Linked DNA regions of Sus scrofa: region 1 is linked to region 2. A link is a contact called in public Hi-C data. All regions are on one chromosome and are shown on one strand. The core of a region is the stretch at or near the end of the contact, and the rest is flanking DNA. Distances in the headings are between cores, read along the strand shown. Region 1 holds the start of CRB2 (protein crumbs homolog 2). Region 2 holds the start of STRBP (spermatid perinuclear RNA-binding protein).

What was found. Hi-C and Micro-C count contacts between places; a contact is called where the count stands out from the background.
Region 1: a Hi-C map of skeletal muscle shows a contact between it and region 2, with 2.6 times the contacts expected there. The contact joins the promoter of CRB2 here to the promoter of STRBP in region 2. A contact is called at or near these places in 1 of 5 promoter capture datasets (fetal liver) and 3 of 47 Hi-C or Micro-C datasets (fetal heart ventricle and skeletal muscle).

Annotation. Positions count from the first base shown.
Region 1 is chr1:264,275,453-264,282,255 of Sscrofa11.1, reverse strand. CRB2 (protein crumbs homolog 2) reads right to left here and starts at 4,707. Exons shown (of 13, transcript XM_003122155.6): 1 at 4,520-4,707. The coding sequence starts at 4,619. LOC102165127 (a long non-coding RNA gene) reads left to right here and starts at 4,718. Exons shown (of 9, transcript XR_002339005.1): 1 at 4,718-4,843; 2 at 5,369-5,455; 3 at 6,283-6,471; 4 at 6,789-6,803.
Region 2 is chr1:264,192,861-264,199,316 of Sscrofa11.1, reverse strand. STRBP (spermatid perinuclear RNA-binding protein) reads left to right here and starts at 3,420. Exons shown (of 18, transcript XM_021074603.1): 1 at 3,420-3,578.

The DNA of each region.
Region 1 (6,803 bases), core at 3,458-5,957, 82 kb before region 2:
GACCCGGCTGGTTCTGGATGAACAGTGCCCACCTTGTGGGTGTTGTAAGGAGCCACCAAGGGGACATGAGTGAAATCCTGGCACCAGTGAGCCTGCAGTGAGGGCTCTGGCCATTAAAGTCAGGGTCCCTTGACCTGCACACTCAGGAGGCACAGCACAGTAATCACGTCTCCTGCTGAGGGGCCTTGGCTGTGGGTGCTGGGCCTGACAAGGCACCACCCTTCATCTGTGTGACACAAGGGACTGCACCCCAGTCTGGAGCTCTGTCCCCAGTTCAGAGCCCTCCACTTCCTAGCAGGCTGGGGAGACAGTGCCTTGGGGGACCGGGAAGGTGTTCATCACAGTGAGAGCAGGTGGGCTGTGACCCCATATGACAGAGCCCGGGGGACAGCGCCCAGCCCCACGGGAGGAAGGAGTTCCTGCCGACAGCGGCAGGGGAGCGGTTCGTCCCACGAGGCATGCAGTGCGCCAGAAACCTGCGCGTGAGGGCCAGCGCATCTCCCTGTCATCTGTCTGCACATCCGCCTAAGAAGGTGGAAAGGGCTTTTTCCCTTTTTTAACTTGAGCAAAGTGAGGCTCCGAGATGAAGCGACTTCACGGTCCCCCAGGAAGGGCTGGAACCCAAACCCAGGTCTCACTGTTCCACAGCCTCCAGAATTACCCCAGAGCCTAAGAATTCAGATTCCTGGGCCCCTCCTGCAGACCCAGAGATCCAGAACCGCTGGGCCTCGGGTCCAAAAATCTGCATTGCGACGTGCGCCCTGGGGGTTCCTTTGCACGTTGAGGCCTGGAAAGGAACGCAGATCTCGGCCTCTCTGCCTCCCAGGAGCGAGCCCGGGAGGCCAGGCTAGCCCGGGGCGGAGCGGAGAAGTAAGGATGGCGGGACAGGGGAGGGGCCTTCTGGGCCAGGCTGGAGGGGCGTGGCCTGTTGCCAGGGTGACGAGGGGCCTGTGCTTATCTTTACAAATCCCTCCTGACCTCTCAGGCTGCCTGGGACGACCTGGCAAGGGAGGGATTAACCGACCACCGCCCCCCCGACCCCACCCCCACCCCCACCCCGCCCCGGACCTGCTGCCCTGCCTTGGGAAGGCCCAGAACCCGTCTCTAGGAAGGGAATTTTCTCCATGGAAAGGACAGGAGTTTCACAACAGCGGCCATTTAGTGCACATTCTGTGCTCTGGGCCACGCTACACCTCCTGCATCTATTACTACGTTATTGTATTTGATTCAAAGTGGAAAAGGTGGGTGCAAATTAAGAAAGTTTCTGCTTTTCTAACTCAGAGAGGTTAATAAACTTGCCTAGGGTCATCCCTCAGAAAATGAAGAGGCAGATCGATTCCGGACTTCTGAGAAGCCCATATCTCCCAATGCATGTGAAATTCTGCAAACTCTAAATTGTCACCCACCGATCATCATTTTAGAGCATTCTAGCTCAGCCTATCCCAGGCACGGACAGAATCTCTGAAGGTTTGCCTGAGAGTGGAGGTTCCAGTATCAGCCTGGGCAGAATGCGTGGTCTTCCCTGTCTGTCCAGAACCCAGCTGCTAGCAATCCCAAGGTGCTTCAGGCCTCACTCGGTGCCTAGTAACTCCTACTCTATGTGCACTTGTAACGGGCCTAGTGAGAACGGCCAACAAAAAATGAGAAGTGTTTCCTGAGGGTGGGTTTTGTGAAGCTTCCCATCTTGACAAGGCAAAAAAGAGAATATATCTAAGACACCACCCAAGATCTCAGAAGATGTGCTTTTGGCCTAGGGAGAAAAAAAAAAAGTTCATCTAGTAGCACAAGGCCCCAAGCAAAGGACTGAATAATAGTGCAACTGAGGCAGAACCATTGGAAAAGGGCTAACTTATTCTAATAAGGCAGGAAGGTTGGGAATAGTCTTTTACGAAAATGTTTGTCACCCGAGGTTAAAAGGCATAATGTTGATAATGGCAGCAGTAGCAGCCACAGATCCTCTGTCTACCCTTTGCCAGGCCTCAGTGACCCCACTGTTCCCAAACCATCGTCTCAGAGCACTGGGGCCACAGAGGCACGTCCGGAAATGGGGGCGAGACCAAGCAGATGGGGCTCTGGGCCTGCCACCACCGGACCGGCCACTTGTAACTATTTCACTTTTAACTATGAGTGGGTGCCCGGCTTCTGTCTAAAAATGTCATTTGAAACGGGCAGCGGGGGGGTGGGGTGGGCAGGGGGGCTTGCCATGCCAAACCTAAGTTGGAGAACCACTGCATTTTCTTATTGAATTCTTGTAGCAACCATTGGAGTGAGCTGGTTTGCTCTCTAGACAGAAGCACGGAGAAGAGATGTGACTTTACAGACTAGTCCCAGAGGGGACTGTGAAATCCTGCCCCCCTCCTCACCCTGCCCCACCACACATAAGCTTTGTGACTCAGAGCAAGTTACTGACCCTCTCTGGGCCTCACTTTCCTTCTCTGTAGACTGGAGGTATCAGAGTCAACCTCAGAGCGCTGTTGTGAGAGTTAAATTTGCTCATGTTAGTTCAGCAGCACAGCGTCTGCCCCGTAGTGGCCGATGGTATTATTTATTCATTTGCCAACAAATTTTACTCAGGGCGAACACTGACTCTTCAACAGATCCCGATGCTGGGTGCTTGTGTGCAGTTCCCCACGCCCTGCCTCTATCCCACAGGCTCCCACCCAGCTCTGGCTGGAGGAGGGGCCAGACTTGGGGCTGGACTCGCCACCCCTTTGTCATCCAGGCTCCCAGGGTGTGCGGGGAGCGGGAGGGATGTGAGAGCCTGATGTGCCCCATTGTGCTCTGAGATGCTTGGTGCTCTCCTAGCAACCAGCCGGCCTTTGCGGCAGAGAGGGCCTGAGGCAGAGGGGCCCCCACCCCCCCCTCAGGGCCTGGCGGGCTTGGCAGCAGAGCCTGGGGCCCAGGGCATCCAGAATCCCCAGCCCCTCTGGGATAGAGGCTACTTTTCAAGTGACACAATCCCCAGCGCCTCTCCTCCCGGCGGTCAGTACTTGGGTCCAGCATCCAGAAATGCTCAAGACTCCACCACCCCCACCAGCCCTCAGGGATCCGCAGAGAGGGGGCTCCCTCTGGGGGGAATCGCAGGGGGAAAGGCTGGCCCTGGGAGTCCCAGCGGGGCTGTGGGGGGGGGAGTGTGTCTATCGGTGTCCGTTCCCTCCTGTAGCATCTACTTTGTGTTCAGGCTGCTGCAAGGTGCATGTGAATGTACGTCTGAGTAAGAATGCACACATGTGTGCAGGCACACGTCACGTACGTGTCATGTGTGTGCCCACAAGTGCATGCGTGGGGGGGGTCTACGTGTACCTGTGGACACCTGTTCACGTGGTCATGTGTCCCACACTGGTGTGCTGGCAGGTGTGTGTGTGTGTACACATGTGATTTGTGTGTGTACACGCATGTGTACATTTGAGTGATCTGTGCGTGTGCATTGTAGGGTAGGGGACAGGCACCAGCTCACATGCCCCTTGTGCAGAGAGCAGGCCCCCAGCTCCTTTCAGATCTGCCTCAGGAGCCCAGGCTGCAGGCCTGCGGAGAGCAGAGGGGACGAAGGCTGAGAGGCTGAGGAAGCGCCAGGTGAGGGCCTGGGCGGGGGCGGGGGGGGGGGTGTGGGCCCCACACCCTGGGAGTCTGAGGAGGCGGGGGCTCCCCCAGCCGTGGCGGAGCCCAGGCCATTTGCCTGCGCAAGACGTCCCAGTCCTGGCCCCGTAGCTATAGTGACCAAGACAAAGCGTCCCTGGACCCCCCAGGAAGAATCCTAGGCCCGCGTGCAGGAATCCACTTGGACAAAAGCAAAAGCCTCTTGGTGAACAGGGCACGCTTCAGAAAGCCCTTTCAGCTTGGCCTGGGAATGCCGGGTGGGGGCAAGAGTGGACACACGTGTTCCCAGGTGCCCAGCCACCCCCCAGGGACCCCAGAGCCCCCCAGTGCAGGCAGGGCCAGCTCACACATGGAGGGGATGCAGACAGGCGCCCAGCTCCCCTGGATCTCCTTCCCTCTTCTCCACCCCAGTCCCCCGGGCTGGGGTCTCCCGCCCCTACCCCAGGTCACGAGCAGAGACACAGTTCCACCCACTTGATAACTTCAACCCCACAAGTCACGCTGGGATACAGCCCACCGCACCCAGAGAGCCTCAGACACAACTCCTGGCACGGGTGGGACAGCCGTCCCACCTCACAACTTCCACGCACCTACGACCCACACCCCGGCCTGCACACAGCACACATCAGAGCTCCCCAAACGCTGACCTCACAGGCCGGGACACCCGAGCCCCAACACCCCCTCCTGTGCAGGGTACAGCACCCCTCCCGAGATGCACAGAGCCTGTTACCCGGACCACAGCTGGCCACCATCCCCCCACAAAGTCCCCCTCGACCACGCGGGTGCCAGCTGCCCCAGCAGCACTCCCCTCTGCACCCCGCAGTCAGCCAGGCACCCACACGGACAGCCCCCCAGGGTCCAGGGAGTCTGTTTTGGGGGCAGAGCCAGCCCCAGGGCCTCCAAGGCTCAGGCCCCAACTCACCGGTCGGGAGGGCGAGGGCAGGGGCCCAGAGCAGCAGCAGCAGCAGCAGGAGAGGAACTGGGGGCATGAGGTCCTGGGTCCCAGGCCTGGCCAGCGCCATGGCAGCGCTCTGCTCGGCTGGCGGCTGTGGGAACAGGCGGCCTGGCGGGCTCCACACCCCCTCTCCCTCCAACCAGCACTAATGCCGTGGACAGAGGCCCGGCCCCTCCCCCGGCCTCCCGCCTCCTCCCCAGCCCGGCCTCCCCCGCTGCTCCACCTGGAGCAGGGCTCCGGAGCAGGGGCCAGCCACCCCTCTCCCCAAGGCCCCAGGGCTCCAGACTCCAGGTGAGGCCTCAGGGGTCCCCCGTGGGTCTGATGCTCTCTCAGGGCCCACCCCTCTCCCCCTCCTGAGCCCCCCCCCCCGCCTTTGCCTCCCTCCTCTCAGGTCCTGCTGCCTCAGCCTCCTGAGAGACACTTCTGTTCCGAGGGGCTCTTCCTCTCCCCAGACAATGCCAGCGACTCCCAAGACTTCAGCTGCCCCTCACCCCTTCTTCTCTTGGGGCCGGGCCTCCCTCCCAGACTTCCTCTCTGCCCCAAAGCCCCTGGCCCCTCCCGCTCAGCTTGCTCCCTCCCAGGGCAGCCCACCTGAAAAGGCCTCCTTCCCCCCCATCCCGTCCCTCCCCGCACCTGCAGCTGACACCTCCCCCCCATGCCCCACCTTCAACCCACCGCCAGCTTCTAGCAGCTCTTCCTTCTCACTGTCCCTTGGTCCCACCACCCCCTTCCACTCCCTTGGGCCCCACACACTGCCACACACAGCCCCTCCCACCACAGCCCTCTAAACTTTTCTGTTTCTCTCCTGTGGCCTAGATCCCCCGCCTTTGCTGTTTACAACTCCAGGAAACTCCCAGCAATCCAAGGCAGCCCATTCTACTGAACAGCAGCTCTCATGAAGCAGTAAGTTTTCCGGCTCCACTGCTGGAAGTCCTTCTTGTTGTCTAACCTTATAGTCTGCTGCACTTGACATTTGCTTGCTCCAGGCTGGAGGGGGGAATGTTTTGGGTGGAGAGGAGGCATTCTTGTGGGGACCTGACCCAGGAATCTAGGTCATCTCAAAGGCACTACAACATCAAAAAACAGCCCATTCTCCCTCTGCCCTCAGCTCCAGTGAAAGGAGAATCCCCTTGCTGAAAGAACTTCCTGAAATGAGCAGCTGGCCCCTGCCAACTCAGCCCTGTGTGGCCCAATTCAGTGACCATGGACTCGGGCCACGCAGGCCCTATGCTGGGCTCTGGATGTGTCCCTGACACCCAGAGGGCACAGTCTGGAGAGACAGCCCTGTACATTGATGGAGCTCCAGGCCGCACAAGAGGGACAGACAGTGGTCTGGGGCCCGCTCAGGGAAGAGAGCAGTGGGGGTCACACAGGGCACAGGTGGCAGCAGGTGGCTCGGAGGTCCTCCAGCGCTGGGGAAGAGCTCAGAGGTGGACAGGGGTCTGCCTCCCCGCCCCGTCTCCACCCTCTTGTCACGTGCCCTCCTGGGTTTTTGGAAGCCCCCACAGTCCCAAATCACTTTTAATTCCCCGCCTCTCACAGACAACCCCAACCCTACCCCGGAAGCCCGGTCAGATGAGTAGATCCAGGTTTGAGCCCCGCTCTGCCACTGATTAGGGAGTGACCTCAGCACCTGACTTCCTTTTCTGGGGCTCAGTTTCATCATCTCTAAAATGGGGATGACAGTGAGTTGAAGCGGCAGGGCAAGTTCCCTTTATTCTGCTTCTCAGAGATCCAGGGAGCCGCAGAAGGGGAACAGGAGGACCACGAGGCTGCCACAGCCCGCTGGGTCCCCGGATGCTCAGACCCAAACACCGGCTTTCACAGGGAGCTCCGAAGTCAGAAGGGCGCCTAATCCGAGCGCCTGTCCGGGCCCTGCCCCCAGCCCCGGTCCCGCAGCCGCCACGCGCCACCTTGTGGTCAGAACCGGGAGTGTCCTGAGGGGTCCTGGAGGGCGGGGAGGGAGGGATGCGGGATCTCAACAGCACCGGCAGAGGGAGCCCCTTGTGAGCTGCAAGGAGGGGGCCCGGGAGTCGGCGGGTGGCAGGCAGGACTGAGGCTAGACCCACCATCCTGACGCAACCCCCCGGTCCGCACCCCGAGAAGAGACAGTGAGAGTGGGTCAGCCCCTCTGAGAAGACGGTCCATCCGGAGGGTCCACTTCCTCTAACCTCCCGACCTGGGGGAGAGGGCGGTGAGGAAGAGGAAAACAAACCAACACGTAACCTCATTTTAGCCCCTCAAGGACACT
Region 2 (6,456 bases), core at 2,171-4,670:
GCATCTTAATCCAATCATCTGTAGATGGACATTTAGGTTGTTTCCATGTCTTGGCTATGGCGAATAGTGCTGCAATGAACATACAAGTACATGTATCTTTTTATTTATTTATTTATTTTCGTCTTTTCTAGGGCCGCACCTGTGGCATATGGAGGTTCCCAGGTTAGGGGTCTAATCGGAGCTAGCCCCTGGCCTACGGCAGAGCCACAGCAACGCGGGATCTGAGCCGTGTCTTCGGCCTACTCATGGCAACGCCGGATCCTTAACCCACTGAGTGAGGCCAGGGATCGAACCCGCAACCTCATGGTTCCTAGCTGGATTCCTTAACCACTGAGCCACGATGGGAACTCCCATGTATCTTTTTAAAGGAAATTTTGTCTGGATATATGCCCAAGAGTGCGATTGCTAGGTCCTATGGTAGTTCCATATTTAGTTTTCTGAGATACTTCCATACTGTATTCCATAGTGGTTGTTCCAATTTACATTCCCACCAACAGTGTAAGAGGGTGCAACTGACTTATATTGACTTTGTACCACTTGGTAAAAGTACTAAAAATCCTTTCTTTTTATGCTTGAAATGCATCAATTTTATGATATGTAAATACACCTCTATAACATTTTAAACACATTTTAAAAATGTGTTTTTTATATATGTTAATGTACTCTTAAACAATTAAAACAATGCAGAGGTATTTTAAGTCCATTGTCCCCATGATGAATTGGTGTTTAATTCTGACCTTTTTCTACGCAGAATCCAAGTGTTACATACACATTTTAAGTTCACCATTTTCTCCAACCTTCTTTTTCTGGACGTTTAGGACATGGAAAATTTAAAAGTAGCTGCCCTGGGAGGTGAGATTAGGGATAAAGGGAATGGAAGAGGGGTAGGAAAGAAGAGGTACACTTGAAAAATGTTAATTTCTTTACTTTTGTTTTATTTGCATGTTTTTAGCAGGAATGTTTGGAGTTCTAAACCCAGTAAAGATACTGGAATAAGAGAAAACAGAAACAGACTCACAGACATAGAAAACAAATTTATGATTACCAAAGGGAAGGGGGAGGGGAGGGATCGGGTATGGGATTAACAGATGCATACTACCATATATAAAATAGAAAACAAGAAGGATTTACTGTATAGCACAGGACACTGTATTCAGTATCTTGTAATAAACTATAATGGGAAAGTATTAAAAAAAGAATACAGAAAAAAGAACACAGATGTATATACACAGTGTGTGCGTGTGTATACAACAAATCACTTTGTTGTATAACAATATTATAAGTCAGCTATATTTCAATTTAAAAAATACTGGAATAAGAGATACCACCAAATGCTTCGTGCTGTCCAATCCTCTTATTAAAAAAAAAAAAAAATTTTTTTTTTTGACCTACCAGTGGCATGCGGGATTTCCTGGGCCAGGGGTTGAACTTGTGCCATAGCAGTGCCTGGAACCATAGCGGCGACAACGCTGGATCCTTAACCACTAGGCCACCAAGGAAGTCCTAAAAATTTTTTAAAATGTTTACTGAGTGCCAAAAACTATACTGAGTGCCTGAGATATATTTCTCATTGGATCCTTTTGACAACCCTGTTAGGTATGCAATATAATAATCTCACTTGGCATGTGAGTAAACTAAGACACAGAGAGACTGATTTTGCAAGGTTGCACAGCTTGTGTGTCCTCAGCCCAGATTTTTTCACTGTAGCATCGCTCCTCCCCCTAGCAGACACACATTCTTCCTGCAAAGGCCAGCTTTCATGAACTCATCTCATGTCTTCACTAACCACCTAGTTAGAGAGATGACCCTGCCCTCAAGGTGCTTAATCCAGGAAGGCGATAGAGAGCAAAAATGATAATCTAGTGCTATAAGAATTCATGGTTTAATGGGGGCTATATGTAAAGCAGAGGGAGTTTAGATGATGTGTTGGAGGCAACCAAGGAATTCTGTAGAGAATGTGGTCTGAGCTGACTGATAAGGACACCAAGGAGATTTCTGGGAGGATAAAGACAGGTATGGGTGACTGGACTTAGGGAGAGGGTGTAGAAAAGGACAATGGATTCTAGCACCTGCCTCAGGAGGTTCAGACCTGCCATACCATGTCAATTACAGTTCCCAAATTCCTTTTGGCTGGAGGGTCAAGTTGGCCCGAAGAAGGACCAAATGGAAGGGCATGTACCTTGAAACGGAGGGCCAGATCATTAAAGCTTTTTAAGTTCAATTAGAGTGATTACACCTTATCCTGTGAATGAAAGAAAGCTGTTACACGATTTGAGCCTAGTATGTTAGAAAGATGGGAAAGAACTGGATAGGGTTTTGTGGGAGATCTCCAGCTCTCCAAGCCCTGGTACTGGGTGGTTAGGTTGTTTCCATTTCTGGGCGGAGAATTTCTTTAGGGCAAGGACCTGTCTATCTCACCTGTATCTCCTAACCCCCAGCACAGCACCTGGCATGCAGCAGGTACTCACTAGGGGCCAAGAAGTTGCCGACTAATGCCTGCAAAACAAAAACCTTTATTTTTTCCCTTGCACGGGCCAGGCAAGGGTTCATCCAAAGTCTGACCTAACTCTAAGGAAGTCCTGGCTCCAACTCCGTCCCAGGGAGGTCCGTTACGGGTGGGAGAAGGAGATGAGGTTGCTTGCTGACTGAACTGCAACTTTTTGTTCAGCACCTGCTATGTGCTAGGAGAATTCATACCGATTGTATTTTTCCATCCCTTTATCAACTCCTAAATCGGAATTAGTGTCCCACTTTACCAGACCAGGAAACTGAAGATCCGAGTGTTTCTGTAATTTGGTCAAGGTCACACAGCTGGTAGGTGTAGAAAGGGCAGAGGCTGGATTCTAACCTTTTAACAAGTCAAATCTCACCGGCCTCCCTCTCCTCCACCTGGGTAGCCATTACGGCGCCTACTCTATTTACGTAGCCGTTGGGGTTGGGGGATACCACGCACTGGGGTGCGCGAGGGGAGAGGCCAGCTCGCCGCAGCGGCGGCCTGGAGCCGCTCCCAGATTCGGAAGTTACGAAGTTTCCGTGCATTTCGCAGGCTTCCCTACGTAGCTCGTCCCCGCGCCGCAGCAGTTACGCCGTTAGCGCAGAGGGGCTCAGGTGTTGCGGCAGGCGGCGGCCTGGCGCCCAGAGGAAGGCGGGGACGCAGTTTACGTAAGCGTCCGCTCGCAGGTGCATGCGGCCGCCACCAGCGTGTGCGTCCTGCGCGTTCGCAGGTGCGCAGTTGGCGCAGGCGGCGGCGCGGCACAGCAGCGGTGGGCGCTGGCCTGCGTTCTCAGGTGCGGCAGAGCGCGCGTGGAGGGGGCGCGCGGTGAGCGAGGGGGCGGGCTTTCCGTTCCCCAGCAGCCGCGGGGCCCGCCCCCCCGGCCTGGCCAATGGGCGCGCTCGGCGGCGTCACGTGCCTGCCGCCGCCGCCGCCGAAGCGGAGACCGGAGCCGCGAGCGCCACCAGGGCAGCAGCCGCCGCAGCCGCCGCCGCTGGGCTGAGGAGCCGGAGACGCAGGCGGACGAGGTGGCGGCGGCGGCGGAGCAGGAGCGGGGACCGGGCGCCAACCGAGCACGGAGGCGCGGGTAGGTTTCGGCGGCGGGGCTGGCGCCTGCGCGGCGGGCCGTCCCAGGCGGGTGGCGGTTAAGGCGGCGGTTGAGGCGGTTGGCGGTGCCGGCCCGGGCCCCGCATTGTTTGTTGTGCGTCCTTAGCAGCGACGGTGGTGGCGGCAGCGGCGCCCGGGGCGGAGAGCAGGGAGCAATCCCGGCCCCCGTGGCTCCAGCATTGTGGCCGCCGCCACCGCCGCTGCGGTGCCCGGGCGCTTCGGGCAAGGGCAGTGGGCAGCCTTCCTCACCTTCGGGGGGGACAGGGTCCCGGCCCTGCGCGAGGGCAGGGCGTGGGCAGTGTGTGGGGACCCGGCGCCGGGGGTCTGGCTAGGATGGAGGGTGAGGGGCTCTGGGCAGGTGTTGGAGGACGTTAGGGGCAGGGGTTGGGGGAGAGGCTGAGGGGGGGCAGGCGGAGGGTGTGGGCAGATTTGGGGGAGAAGGGAGCGTGGAGGGATCCGGCCCAGCCGAGGGTGAGGGCCTTCAGGCAAGTGGGAGAGGGCCGGAGGACAGGCAGGCGGTGGGGGGCAGCCTAGGGGGGATTCGGGAGGCTTGGGAAGGGCAGAGGCGAGTGTGATGGGGATAGAAGGAGAAGACTGGGGACTCGAGGGAGGCATGGAAGAGGCGGATGTCCCGGCCTGTGAGGGGCAGGGAGTGGGGGCAGGTATCGGGGAGACCACGGACAGATGTGAAGGGAAATGGGGAGGAGAGTGTCCAGCTCGGGGGGCAATGTGGCAGGGTGAGCGTGGAAAGGGAGGGGCGGTCTGACGGTGTCTAGGGGCTTCTCTGGAATGATGGTGAGGGAAATGGAGGGTGTCCAGGCAGGAGAGGAGGGAGGGTGGGTCCAGAGGCTTCAGGAGACCTGTGAGGGGTGTGAGGACAGTGTCTGGCCAGGAGGGAGGCAAGAGGGTGTTGAGGCTGGATAGACGGGACCTGCCAGGGGAGAACCTGTGAGGGGAGAAGGCAGGTATCTGGTAGTGGTGCTCAGGGGAGAGGAGTTGATGGCAGAAGTGGGAGGGCATTTGGAGCAGGGCCTGCGTTTGACGGGTTTGAGAGCCAAGTGGGGACAGTGGGAGAGGGGGATGGAGAGGAGATGTCTGGGCAAGAGGTATTTAGCAGGTAGCAGGAGAAGGGAGTGAATTGTAGGGTGTTCTTGCAGGAAGTATGGATGAAGGTGGGGGAGCAGCAGGAGAGGGAACTTTGGGCTTGGGGGCACCTTGGAGGGGACAGGTGGAGTGGAGTGTGTGTGAGTTGGAGGCCCAAAGGTGTAGAGGGCGGAGGGAGTGTTCTTAGAGTGGCAGGTGAAGCGTGGGGACAGAGGGGAGGAGTCGTTTCTGGGGTAGGACTTGTGGAGGGCAGCTGGGGAGAAGGAAAGGGAGGGTGGAGCGGGTTGAAGGGAAATAGGTTCCCAGACTAGCAGCTAGGTCTGAAGTACAATATGTGGAGGGAGGGAAGCACTGGTTTGGGGGGCTAGATTTTGTCTGGTAAAGAGGGTAGAGAGAGAAGGAGGTAGGCAGGGAACAAAGGAAAGGAAAGGGGGAAGACAGGATCTTTTTGGGTAGAGAATGTAGAAGAATGCATAGTATGATGGGTTAAGGAAAGAGCAAGGTGGGAATATGTGTGGGCATGTCTTTGACTAGAAAGGGGTAAGGTGTGTATGGGATTGGGGTGGTGGTGGGGGAAGTAGGACGCCCGGGTTTAGGGCAGGGAATGACCATTCAGACGAGAGAATTAGGAAGACAGGTTGCTTAAGAGAGTATGGAAGGAGCAGAGTGCTGAAATGTAGGGAGAGGTTGGAAAACTTTGGGTCTTACAAGATCAAAGGGGCCACAAGTTTTAGGTAACTGAAAGTATATGGAAGGACAGAGTATAGTAGTTGGGAAAAAAAAAAAAAACCTAAAGAGGGGGATTAAATTCTGGATTTAGGGGAACTGGAGATTGTGTGGGAGAGTGTGTGGATCCTGGGATGATGTTAATGGACAAATGGAAGACATTAAGCCCTTTAATATATCTGAAAGTTCATGCTTCTAGGATCAGACAGCTCATGAAGCCTGCTTTTAGTTCCAGAAGCCAGTGAATGGGGCAGGGATAAGGGAGAGCTGAGTATACTCTCCCAAATTTGGGGGAGTGTCCTCCTAGACATTGGCCTGATGAGTGAGCAGATAGAAGAGCCATACAGGGTCAAGAGGAGTGCACCAAGAGTGAATAGAAACAGGATTGCAGCAGGTGCAGGGCAGATGGCTTTGTGAAGATTCTGCGGGAGAGCAGGGCCCGGCTTGTTTGAGGGCTGTGTGTCAGAGGGAGGAGGGGATACCTTGGTGCAGTGTCTCAGATACCCTGGTGCTTTCTGGGTAATAGGGCAGTTTTCAGGCATTGAGTGATGTAATATCTCAGTCCCATGCTAGAGGCAGACAGAGGTAATGTACATCTAGCTTCTAAAAGTGGCAGGAATTGAGCTTTATGAGTCTTTCACTCTCTTTAAGGGTGCAGATAACAGATCCTCGGTTGTCAGCTTTTTCTCCCAAGTGGTTCAAGTAAAATTTAGTTGGAGGCTTTTGGATTTTCTGATATTTTAATTTGAGTTGGGGAGTGCAGTGGTAGCTTTATTGAGGAAAAACTTCTAGGGTTGTGTGGACATACAGCCATCAGCTTGCCAGACACATACGAAATAACCTTTAGGGGTTTGAGCACAGACATTTCAGCAGATCTCATTCAGTGTTCTTTGGCTTGTGTTAGATTCTTTGGGATTTGGAAGGATTAAGGAAACTGCTTTGAGACTGCCTCAGTAAGAGGGTTTTCTAGAATCTTGGAAAACGATTTCCCTTTTGACAGTTGAAAACTCAGTCTTGTCAGATTTTGC